2 separate regions of the Hordeum vulgare genome follow, and region 2 is linked to region 1. Evidence: chromatin contacts called from public Hi-C data. All regions are on one chromosome and are shown on one strand. The core of a region is the stretch at or near the end of the contact, and the rest is flanking DNA. Distances in the headings are between cores, read along the strand shown.

What was found. Hi-C and Micro-C count contacts between places; a contact is called where the count stands out from the background.
Region 2: a contact with region 1 is called in a Hi-C map of seedling, with 2.4 times the contacts expected there. The contact joins the promoter of LOC123440516 here to the promoter of LOC123440515 in region 1. A contact is called at or near these places in 2 of 6 Hi-C or Micro-C datasets (leaf and seedling).

Annotation. Positions count from the first base shown.
Region 1 is chr3H:543,917,284-543,924,927 of MorexV3_pseudomolecules_assembly, forward strand. It overlaps LOC123440515 (nematode resistance protein-like HSPRO1), which reads left to right and starts at 3,619. Exons shown (of 1, transcript XM_045117080.1): 1 at 3,619-5,647. The coding sequence starts at 3,883. The coding sequence ends at 5,286.
Region 2 is chr3H:544,205,258-544,212,407 of MorexV3_pseudomolecules_assembly, forward strand. LOC123440516 (transcription factor DUO1-like) reads right to left here and starts at 5,136. Exons shown (of 3, transcript XM_045117081.1): 1 at 4,669-5,136; 2 at 4,441-4,567; 3 at 2,616-3,610. The coding sequence starts at 5,021. The coding sequence ends at 2,843.

The sequences.
Region 1 (7,644 bases), core at 2,369-4,868:
TACGACCCGAATTATGGTAGTCTTTTGCAATTAACTCCTGCGAGGAAGGGGCTGCCATCCATCCGCCGTCGACGTTGGCCCGGTCGCACTCGCACGGCCGAGTAAATCCACGCCGTTGAGCCGCTTTACCAACGGCGTCTCGCCCAACCCAAACACGCACGCACGTCACCCTCCGGATCGATCCATCCATCCACCGGTCGTCCGGATGGGATCGGGGGTTGGGCCTTGATTCCTCCGGTGAATGGAACAGAACAACGTAGTACGCGCGGCCTTTTCAGCGACAGCGACGCGAGAGCGTTTGCGTGGAGCTGCTCCTCATTTCCACAAAGATCGTACGGCTGCCTTGCCCCGGTGATCGCTCCGGCCGGTCGCCGGTCGCAGCACGCGGGCAAGAAGCGAGAGCCGGTCAGGTCAGCCGACCTAGCCGCTCCGTCTTATCCGAAAACTTTCCAACGGGGTCCCGCCCCGGTCCGGTGCTGGTGGCCCGCCGGCCCTTCGGAGACGTCACGCCCACGAATCATGGGGCGGGCACGCCGGATAAACGGCCGTGACGAGCAATCAACGTGATTGATGGATGCATGCAATGCACCGAGCGTGGTCGCGCCGGGGTTTACTACGGGTTTTAATGAGCAGGTTCATGCATAGCATACCCCGCTGGCCCTACGCTACGGAGCACGCATCGTCGGCGTTTGATCTATACATGAACCGACGAACATGCTCGTGCTAACTTTATGGGAGCCGTGTATACTGTACATGGATCCGAAGACGCGTCCTATGTACTGTAATTTGATACTGCTAGCACAAGTTTTGGTTTTTGAAGCGAGAACATTTTTCGAATTTTTGTTTGGCGCAAGAGCACGAGCGGTTGATTCTCCAATAACCAGACGTGTTCCATACGCATGTACTGTTAGCTGTTTGGGGTTAGCTACAAGACGTCTTTGCCTCGTGTGCTCAGATATGCGTATTATCTGACCGAAAGAAACCAATGTTCCGTTTTGCGTTGTCTATGTTCCATTCTTATCTCAACTAGCGAGAACCAATAATATGATATTTTTGTGCGGGTAGACCAATAATATAAATGAATACTCCCTCCGTACCTAAATATAGGTCTTTTAAGATATTTCACTAGGTGTTTACATACGAAGCAAAATGAATTAATCTATAGTTTAAAGTATGTCTATATACATCCATATGTAGTTCATTAGGTAAACCACTAGAAAGACTTATATTTAGAAACGGAGGGAGTATGATTTATGTACTAGCGAGACCAATAATATGAATACATATGATTTATGTACGGGCGCGACCAATAACACAGTTTATACGTACGTTTTGGATAACTTTTCAACTCGCAGTCGCCCTGCGCTTATGCTCTGGCCGTCTGGCGTCCGGCTAATGACTTAATTAGGCAGGCAGGTAAGCCGTATGCGGACCAACATACTTTTGTTGTTGCTTACCGACATGCCTTCTTCAGCTATTTCCCGCCGTGCTGCGCCTCTCGATTGTGCACTGCACGTCTTTCTCCCCACATATCTTACCGACATGCCTTCTTTTGCTGTTATTACTCTTTGTAGTATAAAGTCTGAACCAGTTGTCAACGCTCCTTCTGTAGCAGAAGGATCCGCTAAATCTGCGGTCGACTAAAGAAAAGAAAAGTAGCAGCTAGCTATTACAAACTTCGTAGTTATCGCGACTAACAGTAGCTAGCTGGTAGATAAGCTGAATTCTCAGGCTATGCCCAACGCACTACAGCTCACATACACGCATGGAATATACTCGGTCAAACCACATGAACATCATCAGGCTACTGAACCATGGATAAGCACCGAGCGTAGCATTCCCCCCAAAACCAAGACAAACTTCTCGGCTGCTTCCGCTCCCGCCGGTCAGGACGAGGTGGTTGGTTTCAGATTTACAGTAGACTTTGCCCTCGTCGGGTCCGCCCAACGTCAAAGTTTGGCAGCGGCGGTCGGTCGCCAGACAGAGGCGGCAGGTGCCGTCAACCGTGTCGATATTTCGAGCACCCCCTGTATAGGGTAAGAAAAGTAGCGTCGACGAAGGTGAAGTGGGTCGGGTGCATGCCGTGTCAGCACCGCATTGCACGTCCTGCTGGAATTCGGTGGTTTTGCGCCGGCCAGTGAAGTTAACAGTAATGGAATGAATCGTTGGTGCATGTGCGAGGTTATACTGGTTGTTTTTTTCCACAAATCATGATAGCCTGGAGGTTTCTGCTTGTAATCCGTCAAATAGCATATGCTGCTCCATCTGTTTGATTGTATTCTTTTACGGGCTGTTTGATTGATATTGGTTGACTTGATATGCATGATTAAACATTTGAAACCTTAACTAATTGTCATATGTTTAAATGGAACTGGTTGACCTCTCATTTTAATAACGTGTAACTGGAGAATGTTGTGGTCACCCGCAAAAAGAAAGAGAGGATGTTGTGGTCTTCTCACAAATAATGAACGAAATTGTAGCCTTCAAATGTTTTTGTCAGATTAAAATAAATTTGTGAATCAATCTGTGATTGGATGGTTAGAAAGACAACACTATCCCTTATCCATCAAAGTATAAATCTCGGACTTAACATTGATACTCACATTTTTAGCTGTGTTAGCAATAACCCCCGTTGGGGTTATTGGAAATCGATGGGATCAATCTTCTCAAGTTACAAGGACTAATGCGTAAAATTTAAAAAATCAAATGGAAACTACAAAAAAAACCATGTGATAAACTGACCCACAACTTACATGTACGTTCGCAATTGAAGATAGAATAATCATAGAGATAGGATATATATGTGTTCATATGGACGAGTATGTGTGCGTATGTGTATGTATCGTATCTTAGAAAAATGAATTATACATGAGACAATTGTCAAACCATATCCCATTAGCAGGCTATATATATTCATAGAGCAATTAAGTTACAGCTCGGATATGCATGCTCCCCACTCCGACGAAATAAGAAGAATGCGACTATAAACCCTTACAAAACCAGTTGACCTTTGAGTACTATATAGTGCTCAATAACCAAAGAAAGAAAGCCACAAGAGTCAACCACCGAAAGCCGTCCTAGCCGAATCCAGGAAGCATTTCAACGGAAGCAAGTGCAAGGTAAATCCCCAAACGAAAAACAATGGCCGCCGCAGCTTACGACATTGCCGACCAATATCACAAACTAAATTAACGTCGCTTGCTAGGGAAAAACTAGCCTTCTCCCACCGAATTACCTACGCAAGCGAAGGAGAAACGGATGAAGTTTTCCCACTAAACTAAGCGATAATAATCCCTAAGGAGGTGATAATCATCCCAACATCCTTTACGGCGAACCTCGTGCCGCCCCAGGATGGATGGATCATGGATGGACGGATGGATAGAGACGGATGCGTTCCACGAGGTACAACGACGTGCGCTGCCCGAAGGCAAGAGAACACCACGATTCACGACGACTCGGACGGCACAAAACCGCATGGCATCGCGCATCACAGCAGCTGATGACATGACAGACAGCCCACGCTCTCCGGATAAGCTCGGCGCGCCTTTTCTTCCTCCCCTCCGCGCTAATTTAATGGCTTTCTGCGTGCCCCCGCGGTTTGAGAGACTTCAACCTCAAACCACCCCGCGCCCCGGTCCACACGCCACGCGCTGCCTGAGCTGCTCCTCCCTTCCCTGTCTATCGATATCGATAAGACGGGCACGAGCAGTATATAAGCCACCTCACCTTCTAATCCTCGAGGCCACACCCGACCCTAGTGTGACCAGAACACGAGCAGGAAGCAAGCAACCAAGTTTCTGCTTGGAGCAAGGAGCGGTAGAGGTTTCGAACGAGAGATTAGTTAACCCGAGAGTTTGTTGAGCTGGAACCGTGCTGAAAGAAATGGCGACGACCAAGCTGTCCCCGCTCTCGCCCGTGCGGCCGGACGACAAGCGGCGCGCGCCGGCGGCGTCGGTGGTGCTGAAGGTGCAGGACAGCTCGGCGGCTGAGGCGTACGAGCAGTACCTGCGGCTGCCGGAGCTGTCGAGGCTGTGGAAGGGCGCGTGCTGCCCGGGCTGGACCGACGAGGGCCTGGTCAAGCCCGCGCTGCAGGCGCTTGAGATCACCTTCCGCTTCGTGTCCGTCGCGCTCTCCGACCCGCGGGGCTACGCCAGCCGCCGCGAGCTCGCGCGGCGGCTCGAGTCCCTCGCCGCGCGCGAGGTGGAGGTGGTGGCCGCGCTCTGCGAGGGCGACCGGGGCGCACCGCTCGCCGAGCTCAGCGCGTCCGAGGGCGTGCTCCCGCGGGAGCGGAGCGCCTCGGAGGTGTGGCAGCTGCCGGGGAGCGCCGCTGCGGTGGTGTGCCACGTCAGTGAGGCCAGCCTGCTCCCGCGCCTCGCCGCGTGGGACAAGTCCGAGACCCTGGCGGCCAAGATCAAGTACGCCATCGAGAGCCAGATGCAGGGCTGCGCCTTCTCCCTCGGCCTCGGCGAGCCCAACCTCGCCGGCAAGCCGGTGCTGGAGTACGACCGTGTCGTGCAGCCGCACGAGCTGCACGCCCTCAAGCCGAGGGTGGCGCCGGAGCCCAAGACCGGCTACCGCAACAGGGAGAACGAGGCGCTCTTCACCATCCACCAGATTCTTGAATCCTGGCTGTGTGCGGCGTCTCAGCTACTCACCCGCCTGAACAACCGGATCGAAGCCAAGGACTGGGAGGCGGCGGCGAGCGACTGCTGGATCCTGGAGCGGATCTGGAAGCTGCTTGCCGACATCGAGGACCTGCACCTGCTCATGGACCCGGACGATTTCCTGCGGCTCAAGAGCCAGCTCGCGATACGGTCGGCGCCGGACGGCACCGACGCGTCCTTCTGCTTCCGGTCCAGAGCGCTGCTGCACGCCGCCAACGCCACGAGGGACATCAAGAAGCTGGTGCCGTGGGTGATCGGCGTCGAGGCGGACCCCAATGGCGGGCCGAGAGTGCAGGAGGCGGCCATGAGGCTGTACCACGGCCGGAGGCGCGGCGAAGGCGAGGACGCCGGCAAGATCGAGCTGCTGCAGGCTTTCCAGGCCGTGGAGGCGGCCGTGCGGAGGTTCTTCTTCGCGTACCGGCAGGTCGTGGCGGCGGTGTGTGGCACGGCGGAGGCGTCGGGCAACCGGCCGCTGTTCGTGCCGGTGGAGGGGACGGACCCGCTCTCGCAGATGTTCTTGGAGCCGCCCTACTTCCCCAGCCTCGACGCCGCCAAGACGTTCTTGGCCGACTACTGGGTTCAGCACATGGCCGCCGCCTCTGTTCCGTCAGGGCGGAGCTGAAGGTTTCGAACGGCCAAAAACCGCGGCGATCGGTAATTTTGCAGGCTAGAAGTTACCTATGATCCCCAGCCTGCAATCCTATAGTGATTCATCTCAGTAGCGATACATGAGTACAGTAGATAATATACTCCTAGATGCGTGTGTTGTGACTGTGATGCCATCTGTTCTAGTGTTCTAGTATCACAGAGGAAGTATTTAACCGTGAGACATTCAATTAAATCAAGTAGCCTGATGTAATTTCATTTGCGGTTCATTTAATGTAAATACATTTTTCTTAAAAAATGTTACTCCCTCCTACCCGGGTATAACAGTGTATAAGTCATTTTATAAAAATCAAATAATCCTAAAATACTTAAAGCAACTCCAATGGAACGATCCATTTCGTCCGTCGCCGCCGTTCGTTTGGGTCCGTGCAGACAAAAAGTTGGCCCAAGGCGTTGACCTAAACGGACGCGCGTTCGCTTTTAGTCCGTCTGCCGATCCATTTCCGGTCCAATTTTGAGCCCGATTTGCGTCGGCGCGGACACGAAGCGGACGCGAGCCGCGCGCCTACTTCCCTCCTTGGCTCGCAAGTCGAGGGCAAAGCGGCCATTTTTTCCCTTTAATTTTTTCCAAACCCTCCCGCTCGCTCCTGCACCCGCTCTCACCACCATGGACGACGACCTCGAAGCCGTCGCCGCCATCGCCTCCATGGCCTCGTCCGTCGCCGTCGTCGAAGCCAAAGGCAAGGCCCACGCCCCCCCCCCCCCCCGCAAGGCCGTCGTGCCGCCCAAGAAGAGGAAGGAGTTGCTCGCAGCTTCCACATCTACCCGCAAGGCAACCGCTTCTCCGGGGAATGCTCGCGGGAGGTGATCATTGTGACCCCTTCCACGCGCGTGCCAGTGACCATCGACCTCGACGCCGCACCGGTGGCACGCGGATCATCGTCCGGAGGCATGACGAAACGCCAGCGCGAGATGCCAGCCGACATGCTCACCGGCGCCCGCAATGTGTTCGAAGAAATGCCGGCCGCCGTCGACAATGACACAACCAATCGAAGGCGGTGTGCCGGCGGCTGGTGCGTACGATCCCGATGAAACCTAAAGCAAGGACGACAAAGAGCCATTCACGCAAGCCATCAGTGATCCACATGACGCCTTCATGCAAGATCAGGTCGGCCTAGACGGCTTCCCGCTCGACAATGAGTTCCCGGAGGACTACGACCTTGAGGAGGAGGAGGATGACATGGACATCGACGGGGATCCTTTGTTCGAGGAGGAGCTCGCCACCCAAACTACTGCCGAGGCAAAGTCGAAGCGCAAGAGCAAGCGGACGAAGGCATACATGCCGGTCGAGGACAAGCTCCTTTGTGAGTGTTGGAGGGACATTGGGCAAGACCCGAAGGTCGACGCTGAACAAAAGTGGTCAGCGTTATGGACTCGTGTTCATCATGAGTTCGATGAGCGCAAGAAGTTTCCCCCGTACCAAATGCAAACCAAGCGTGGATGGGTGTCACTTTCAAAGCGTTGGAGGATGATTCAACAAGAGTGCAACAAGTTTTGTGCCACCTATGAGAGCATCAAGTTACGCCCCGTGAGTGGCCTCGGCATTCAATACATGGTATGCATGCCCTCTCATTCCCTTTTGGTGCCACGCATTCCTGCCTCAAGCAGTACTTTACTAGAATTGAGTTCAATCAAAACAATAATCAAGCATGATAATGATATTGAAACTAGAATGAAGGAGAGATGCGCGGAACTAGCTAGTACTACTTACTTTGGATTGTATAAATCGCAGCTCCTTTGGCCATTCACCATTAGTGGTGCGGGTGAAATTTTTCCAAACCCTGCACGACAAAGAAAATGATTACTTGATATCAGGAAATGAACGAAACTTGGCGATATGGTGCGATAACGATTGAACTTTCTCCTGGAGCATTTCACTCATCGTTGCCCACTCTGTAGGGTATTTACGTTCGAGTCCAAGGCAATTACTAGTCCCTCCTCAAGCTTAATGATTAGCAGAATAAAATGAAACCTGCGCACACATAAGTCACCAATTACACTTAACCTCGAGTAAGCAAAACAGAATGTGCACAAGACAACTAGTGACACTCACTTGTAGTTGTAAGGAAATAGTATTCCCCTTCTGTCATGTTGTCTTGTTAATGCATTTAGCAAGTTGTTCTGTGTATCCATGGGCATCTTACGTACCGTAAATGCATTTATGGTATTTGGGTTAATGAACCCAATGTCATATATTTGCCTTTTTTGCATTCGAGGATCTTCAATCTGCATAATATAGTGAGGATAATTATACATGCAATGAACGAGCTGAGCTAGAGACTGAATTAAAAATAATAATACTTACACACAATAG
Region 2 (7,150 bases), core at 3,886-6,385, 290 kb after region 1:
AATACCCGACTCAATGCATTGTGAAATTGCGAGTAGTCACCATGTGTAACGATATTTACATCAACTCTATATTGATATATAGATTCTGGAGAATCATATAATGGAGGTCTACAATTGTCTACATACATTTCTCAACTAGATTGCGAAACCTTTTATATGATTCAGGTCCAAAGAACATGGCCATGGCAAAGTGTGAACATCACTCAGACTGAACTCAAGCAAAGGGTATAATCTTTCTCAATAATGAAAAGCTATTCATAAGCAATACCTACACCAGTTTTCTTCTAGAAACAGAATTGAGAACAACGAGGTGGTGAAACAAAGAGCAAGTAATGTAGCACAAGGGTTCACGCAGGTACCCAACTATTCTCTAGAGGTGGAATCTCTTTTCTATAACTTGTATCATTGGCATTACAAAATCATCTATGTATGCAGTGGATAGATGTAGTGATTACATATCCATGTGGATCACTAGATTCAGACATAGATGGTTCCCGTTGGAATCTCGCTTGTCGGAATGAAAAATACAACATACACTGTGTGAAAAAAATTGTCTTTGTCTTTCCCCGGCCACGAGGCATTTGAACTAAAATTGAACCATCGGGTATTCCTAGCATTTTCTTGACTAACTTCCTAATCTTAATGTGGTGACCTCTGATAATGAGAGTCCCTCTCTTCCAGTCGAACTGGTCGAATAACCACAATGTTAAACCTCGAGGCATCCTGCATGCAGGCATTTCTAATAATGCTGCAAAATCAATCTCTCTTACCCATTCTTTCTGTATGCCAGTAAGTGATTCCACAACCTGGTTAAACTTCTGACGGTTGCACTTGTAACCAATAACCTGCATAGTATACAATCAAATGGAGTTGTCACACCAGTGAGGACACAGTACACTTATCGAATGGGTAATAGTTAATGTTAATCATAACTAGCTTTTGGAATGACCTACTTACAGGATTCCACGAAGTTACGCATGGGTTCACGTGTATATGCCAATTCGTATGGAAATTGTTGTCATCAACTTGATGCATACTCTTTAGGTGCCTAACACTTTTTGTGTTTCTCTTGTCAAGGAGGTCCTCAGCAGATATAAAACTACTATCATCAGAGCTTTCCTTCGCCATAAACTCTCGCCTGGCATATGCTTGAAATCATCTATTATGTCTCTTATTTGACTGGCCACTCTGTGAGCTTGCAGAATCAATACTTCAATATCGCTTCCTGCACACTTCTGATTCGTTAGACTCTCACATCGTACGGTGCATATTTGTTTTCCTCTAGGTGCATTTTTTGAAATGGTCTAGCCTCTTAGGCGCTTCGAATGCCCTCTGTTTCTTTGTGAATTCATCGCCATACTTACTAAGATGCTGGTCACCCCGATTATTTAAATTGCAACCTTGTTGTCCTGAATGTGAGTCTTCAACCGACAAGAGGTTGTTGTAGCATATGAGAAATCTTGTTGGTTAAAGGCATTTACTCCATTTCAGTTTCCGGCTGAATGCTATTATGCAAGTAACACTAATCTAAATCTTTAGGTACACTTCAAATGCTACAACACACAAAACGTAACTAATTATGGGTTAATATAAAATTGATATCCAAAACATAGAATGGAAATGAATTCAAGTCTGCTGTGGTGGATGAACTAACTGATTTTAAGGACATCTCACTTGAGCAGGGTTCATATCATCTTCAAATCATGGGTGTTCTACTCGATCAAAGGATCACATTCATATGGATGTGGACTCTGACAAAGCGATTTCAGATGCATTCAAGTGTCAAGGCGGAAATATACAAAACAAATCAACTGTAACGCTAACAATAACAGATTATATACCTTGGAAAAGACGGGTTTGGGTGTCTAGAGCACCTCTGCTAACCTTCTCCCAACAGGATCCACGAGCTTGAGGAACTCTGACGGCGGCGGCGCACAATTGTAAAAGACTAGTAGAAGAAGGTTGCTTGTGGATGCCGTGGTAGTAAGCATGGGCATAGTCCGGGCCGGGCCGGGTCGGGCCGGGCTTTAAAAAGCCTGAACGGGAAAACTCAGGCCCGAGCCCGGCCCGACCGTCGGGCCTAACAAATCGGGCCCGACCCCGGCCCGAACATGCAAAGCCCGGTAAAGCCCGACAGGCCCGGCCCGATCTACGTTTAAAAATACGTTTTGCAACCCCGAGCCCGGTCCGGTCTGCTCTTCGGGCTTACTTTTCAGGCCCGAGCCCGGCTCGGGATTTTCGGGTCGGGCCGGCCGGGCCAGACTGCCCATGCCCAGATGTACGTGGTAGTACATCAATGGCTACGGAGGGATTCAATGTGCATCGTGTACAAAATCGTGCTCATACTGTAAGCAATGTGTTTTGATACATAATCGAACGTATACTTTATGTTGACTATGCTACAGCGATGCATGGATCTTAAAATCATCCAACGACATTCGCGTACCCGATAAAAGCCGGCACCGCTAGTTTTCATTTCGCCTGCATTGCTCTGATCCCCATCCTAGCTGAACACACAACACAACAGCGCCGACGGAGTATAATATCGGAAACAGAAATCCATTCGGTGAATCGCTATCTCTAGAAACTAACACAGCAGGTACAACAAAGGCTCTCCAACAAACTGTTCGGCAGAATGTACTTTTACACAGTACTCAGAATACGGAAATTAAAGATACATGCATGCCACGCCGCACAAGCACACAAGTGTGCTGTTCGGGCAATAGTATACAACAGCAGCAGATTGAACCAACCACAAAGTAAAGTGAAATGTTCGGAAAGGTAAAAACGACAAACTGAAATTAATGGATAGGGTATTGGATCGACCGGCGGACGGACCGTCTTAGCTGAAGCCAGTGAGGTCAAGTGTGGCCTCGTCCTCAGACGTCTGGAACTCCCTGGACGCCATCTGCACCACGTCTTCGTCCTGATCACTGCTGCCACCGGCGCTGCTGCGGCCGGTCTCGCTGCCGTAGTAGCCGCCACCGAGGTGCTGGGGGAGTGGGAACAAGTTCAGGTTCGTGCATGCTGCATGCATATGCATGCTTCCCTGGGCACTAAACATCTGCGGAAATGCAGTCTCTGGTCCATGGTGCAGCAGGTTGTTGTCGCTGTAGGTCGGGAAGGTGGCTGGGTAGTAGTATCCCTCCAGCATCTCGCCACCGTAGGCGTTCAGGTCCGGCAACGGCGCGCTCAGGTTCATCACCCCTGCTTGGGACGATGACCCGGCCGCGTCGGCTGGGTGGAGGTACTGACCCATCCCGGGTGGGCCGGAGACGGCCAGCATTGCAGCGGCACCTGGAACGACCTGGCCGTCATACCCGACGCCGCCGGACGATGGACACGGTGGCGCCGCGTTCTCGTCAGCCATCATTTTGTCGCGGATGTACTCCTCAAGGAGGGTGAACTGGCCCGGGGCGGCCTGTTGGCTCGTCTTCTTCTTGAACCGGCGCTTCGACTTGAGGCTCCGTTTTGTCGCGTTCCAGTGATTCTTGACGGCGTTCTCCGACCGGCCGGGGAGGCACCTCGCGATGGACGACCAGCGGTTTCCGTGGATCTTGTGCGCGTCGATCAGCAGTATGTCGTCCGCCTCAGTCCAGATGTGCTCCTTCTGGAACGTGATTATGTGAAGGAAAGTTAATGCCTCGAGATGATTGGCACAAGCAAGTGCAATTGAATTGCATATCATACTGGACATACTAGTTCGTACTACGATAGTATAATCGTTCTGAAACGGAAACGTGGTAGTTTTTCAAAATCGCCTTATTTTGGTAGAAATAAATTGCGTCCCTGAATCCTCGCAACAAAGCTCAACAATATATATATATATATACATCTGAAGGTTAGCTAAACTAGAATGGCCTGGCTGAAACTCAACTAAGTATCTGGAAAGAGTGAAAAATAATCACTAGAAATTGAATGGCTTTTTTCGAACGTCTTCAGACGGCAAGGTCCTCCAGCAATTCATATGGGTATAGAGATGAATTGATCTAAAAAACCATATGATGCTTGGTTACTTCAATAAATTGGTTGAAAACAAAGACAATAGGCGGCCACGCCGCTAAACATACACGATTTTTTTTCAGACGCTTGTGCATCTGCAATTCTACAAATAAAATTGTAGAACCTAATATGCTTGACCATTATCTCCCTGCAATCTCTTCCCAAGGGCCACGGACAAAATTACTCACGCGAACAATTAGTGGCCATGATGAAGAAATTGGCGCAGTTAATGATTAAAATAAAGTCATGCAGCATGACGAGCAATTCATTCCTCACTTAATACCCACTCCCGAATTGTACGACCAAAAGTTTCGCATGCTTCGAATGTAGTAAAAACTAAGCCAAAACAATTTAGATGTGCGAATCATATAGATCTATGGAAGATTTCCGATAATTAAAATCAAATAAAGACTATATAAGCTGCCATGCGTGCATCACCTTGATGCCTGGGCGGACGTGATTTGTCCATCGCTCACGGCACTGCTTGCCGATCCGTCCCGGGAGGTGATCTGAAATGGTCGCCCACTTATGTTCGCCATGCTGATCCACCAATCTCTTGAGAAGTCTGCAAACAAGAAAAGCAAATTGATCAATTAAGCAGAACGGTAGGCATGCCGCGAGATCAAGCTGCTCAAAAAACGAATCAGATTCGGCTGTTTCACGTACTCGTCCTCTTCCTCCGTCCACGGTCCCCTGAACGGCGTCGGCCCAGCGTTCCTGGCGGCAGGTCTCTGTCGCCGGACCACGGGGATCTCCACCGGGACGGCCTCAGCGCCATAAGCGTCGGCCGCGTGGGTCCCCTCCGGCATGACGATGAAGGTGGAGGGAGGCATGCCGAAGCCAGAAACGAGCAATCCCGTGTCGGGGAATACCGTCGGAGCGCTGCCAGCTTGCTGGAAGTGGGGAAAACCATGGGCAGGGCTCAGGGTGTACCTTTCGAACCTCCCGTACGCGTCCGTCGACATGGCCGCCACCGCCGCCAGCTCCTGGTTCAAAAGCAACTCCCCCATCGACGCCATCGCCGGAGGTCAGAACTCAGTAGGAAGGGAGGAGGTGGGCGAAGGGGGTGGAATTTCGAGGAATCGAGCGAGCGAGCGAGAGTGAGAGAGAGGAAGAGTCTGCCACAGGGGAGAAGGCAAGTCGCTGTCGAGATGAAGATCCAGGGACCCGCATCATATAGAGGATGAGGTGCCGCATCAGCCCTTAATCTCTGGGCCCACATTCATCCGACGGTGGGAAGCCTTCCTAGAATATGACGTTCCAAGTACACACATTCCACAGAGGCTCACGGGAGGGGCGAAGATCGGCCCTTGGATCCCATCTCTGTCTCTGGCGCCCCATGTAGACCAGGCGTAGCCAGTTGCTCAGGAGTTGAGCTGTTGCGCAGTGGGGCCCGGCTGTGGGTACATCTCACTCGAGCAAGCAAGAGCCAGTTTGGATGACGAGTTTGTTACAGCTGACAGGGAGGCGCTGCTCCATACAAACTTCCAAATATAGGTATGTCCGCATGCGCATAAATGGCTCTTGCCACTGAGATCCCAATCGCAACTCTTTTCAGTGGAATATGATCGTTGGTGTGCACGTAAAAATAAATACATTTGTTGAGAATTAATTTCCCTATAATTAGTATTCGACAAACATTAGCTCATTTTTATTTGCATTGTTAGTGGTCCAGTGCCAGGAAAGCCCGTGCCATACAAATAATTACTCATGTGGAATTTCAGTCAATTTCTATCTTAATCAATTCTTTGGTTTCCATGTAAATCAATTTAATTATTTTTTAGTCTGATTTCAATCAACTTCAGGAACATTCCACACAAATAAATATTCCAGAATTGTTCACAGTTTTTTTTTCTTCAAAAATACAAGTTTCTGTATCTCCTAGATAAGTAAAAATTGAGTGTTAAATCTTTAGTACGTCAATTTTGTCTGACAAGCATTCAATACCACAAATGGATATTTTGGTTAGATTCCTACTAAATAGTCAAGCGGAAGTGGTGCATTTATATTGTTGATTCTATAACACCGTTACATGTATCAGAAAATGAGTCGATCAGACCCTCAGGATCTATTAAAACGAGGAGTCATAATATGCAACTTGTTCTTTTCGTGTCGGCTACATTTCAATCATGATCCACGAAAGCCAAAAATAGTATGTGTGACTTTTTCTTGTCAGGTATTGTTTAGTATCTATAAACTTATCATATACAACTGTTAGGGCATTAGATATCGAGAAGAGCAATAAAATGGTAGGATGCAACCTACAAACATTTAATGTATGCATGCTTGTGGCTAGGAATTATTGCCAAGGTCTTTAGGTTGCATATATTTTGGAACAAGTAATGGTAAACGGTATTGGTCTGTCGTCACTCTATGATATAGGTGCAACGGTGAACGGTATTGGTTTGTCATTACTCTGTGACATAGGTGCCACAGTAAATGGTACTGGTTTGGCGTTACTCTAATATAGACGTAGCGGTAAATATTATTAGTTTGTCGTCAACCTATGATTGTAGGCGCAATAGTAGATGGTATTGGTTTGTCGTTACTACGATATAGGTGCAACGGTAAACGGTATTGGTTTGTCGTTACTCTATGATATAGGCGTTGCCACGTCAACTATCCCATGATAGAGAATAAGGATGGTCAAACCATGGCCCGTGCTTCTTTCAATTTTTCTTTCAGGACCTAGGTATTTCAATGCCTCACAATGAACTAACCACTTAGCACCTTGTGGTCCTAGAAAAAAGGCGATGTGGGAGACGACCAAGTCACCCTCGCTCTTTCGGCGAGGTATGGGTTCTCCTCCCCTCCGGTCGCTGCTTCGTGATGGATGGGTGAGCAAACCCTGACTCCCTGCCTTTGTTGTAGTTAGGGTTAGGACTAGTGTGCCCTACGGCGACGTTTGGATGGAGTTAACACGGGTGTTTGGAATAACTTTTCCCTGATCTCAACCTCATCTGGACGACGCCCCATATGGTGAACTTCAGGGATTTGTGGCTACCTCATTCCATAATTTCCTTGGTGTGATGGATCTGGTTGTGTTTGGTGTTTCTCTGGAGGTTTCAATCTCATGGGGTGTTGTCTTTGTTTGGGGGACGATGAATCTCCAAGTACAGAGTTGGAGGGTCGTCGGACTTCGGCGACA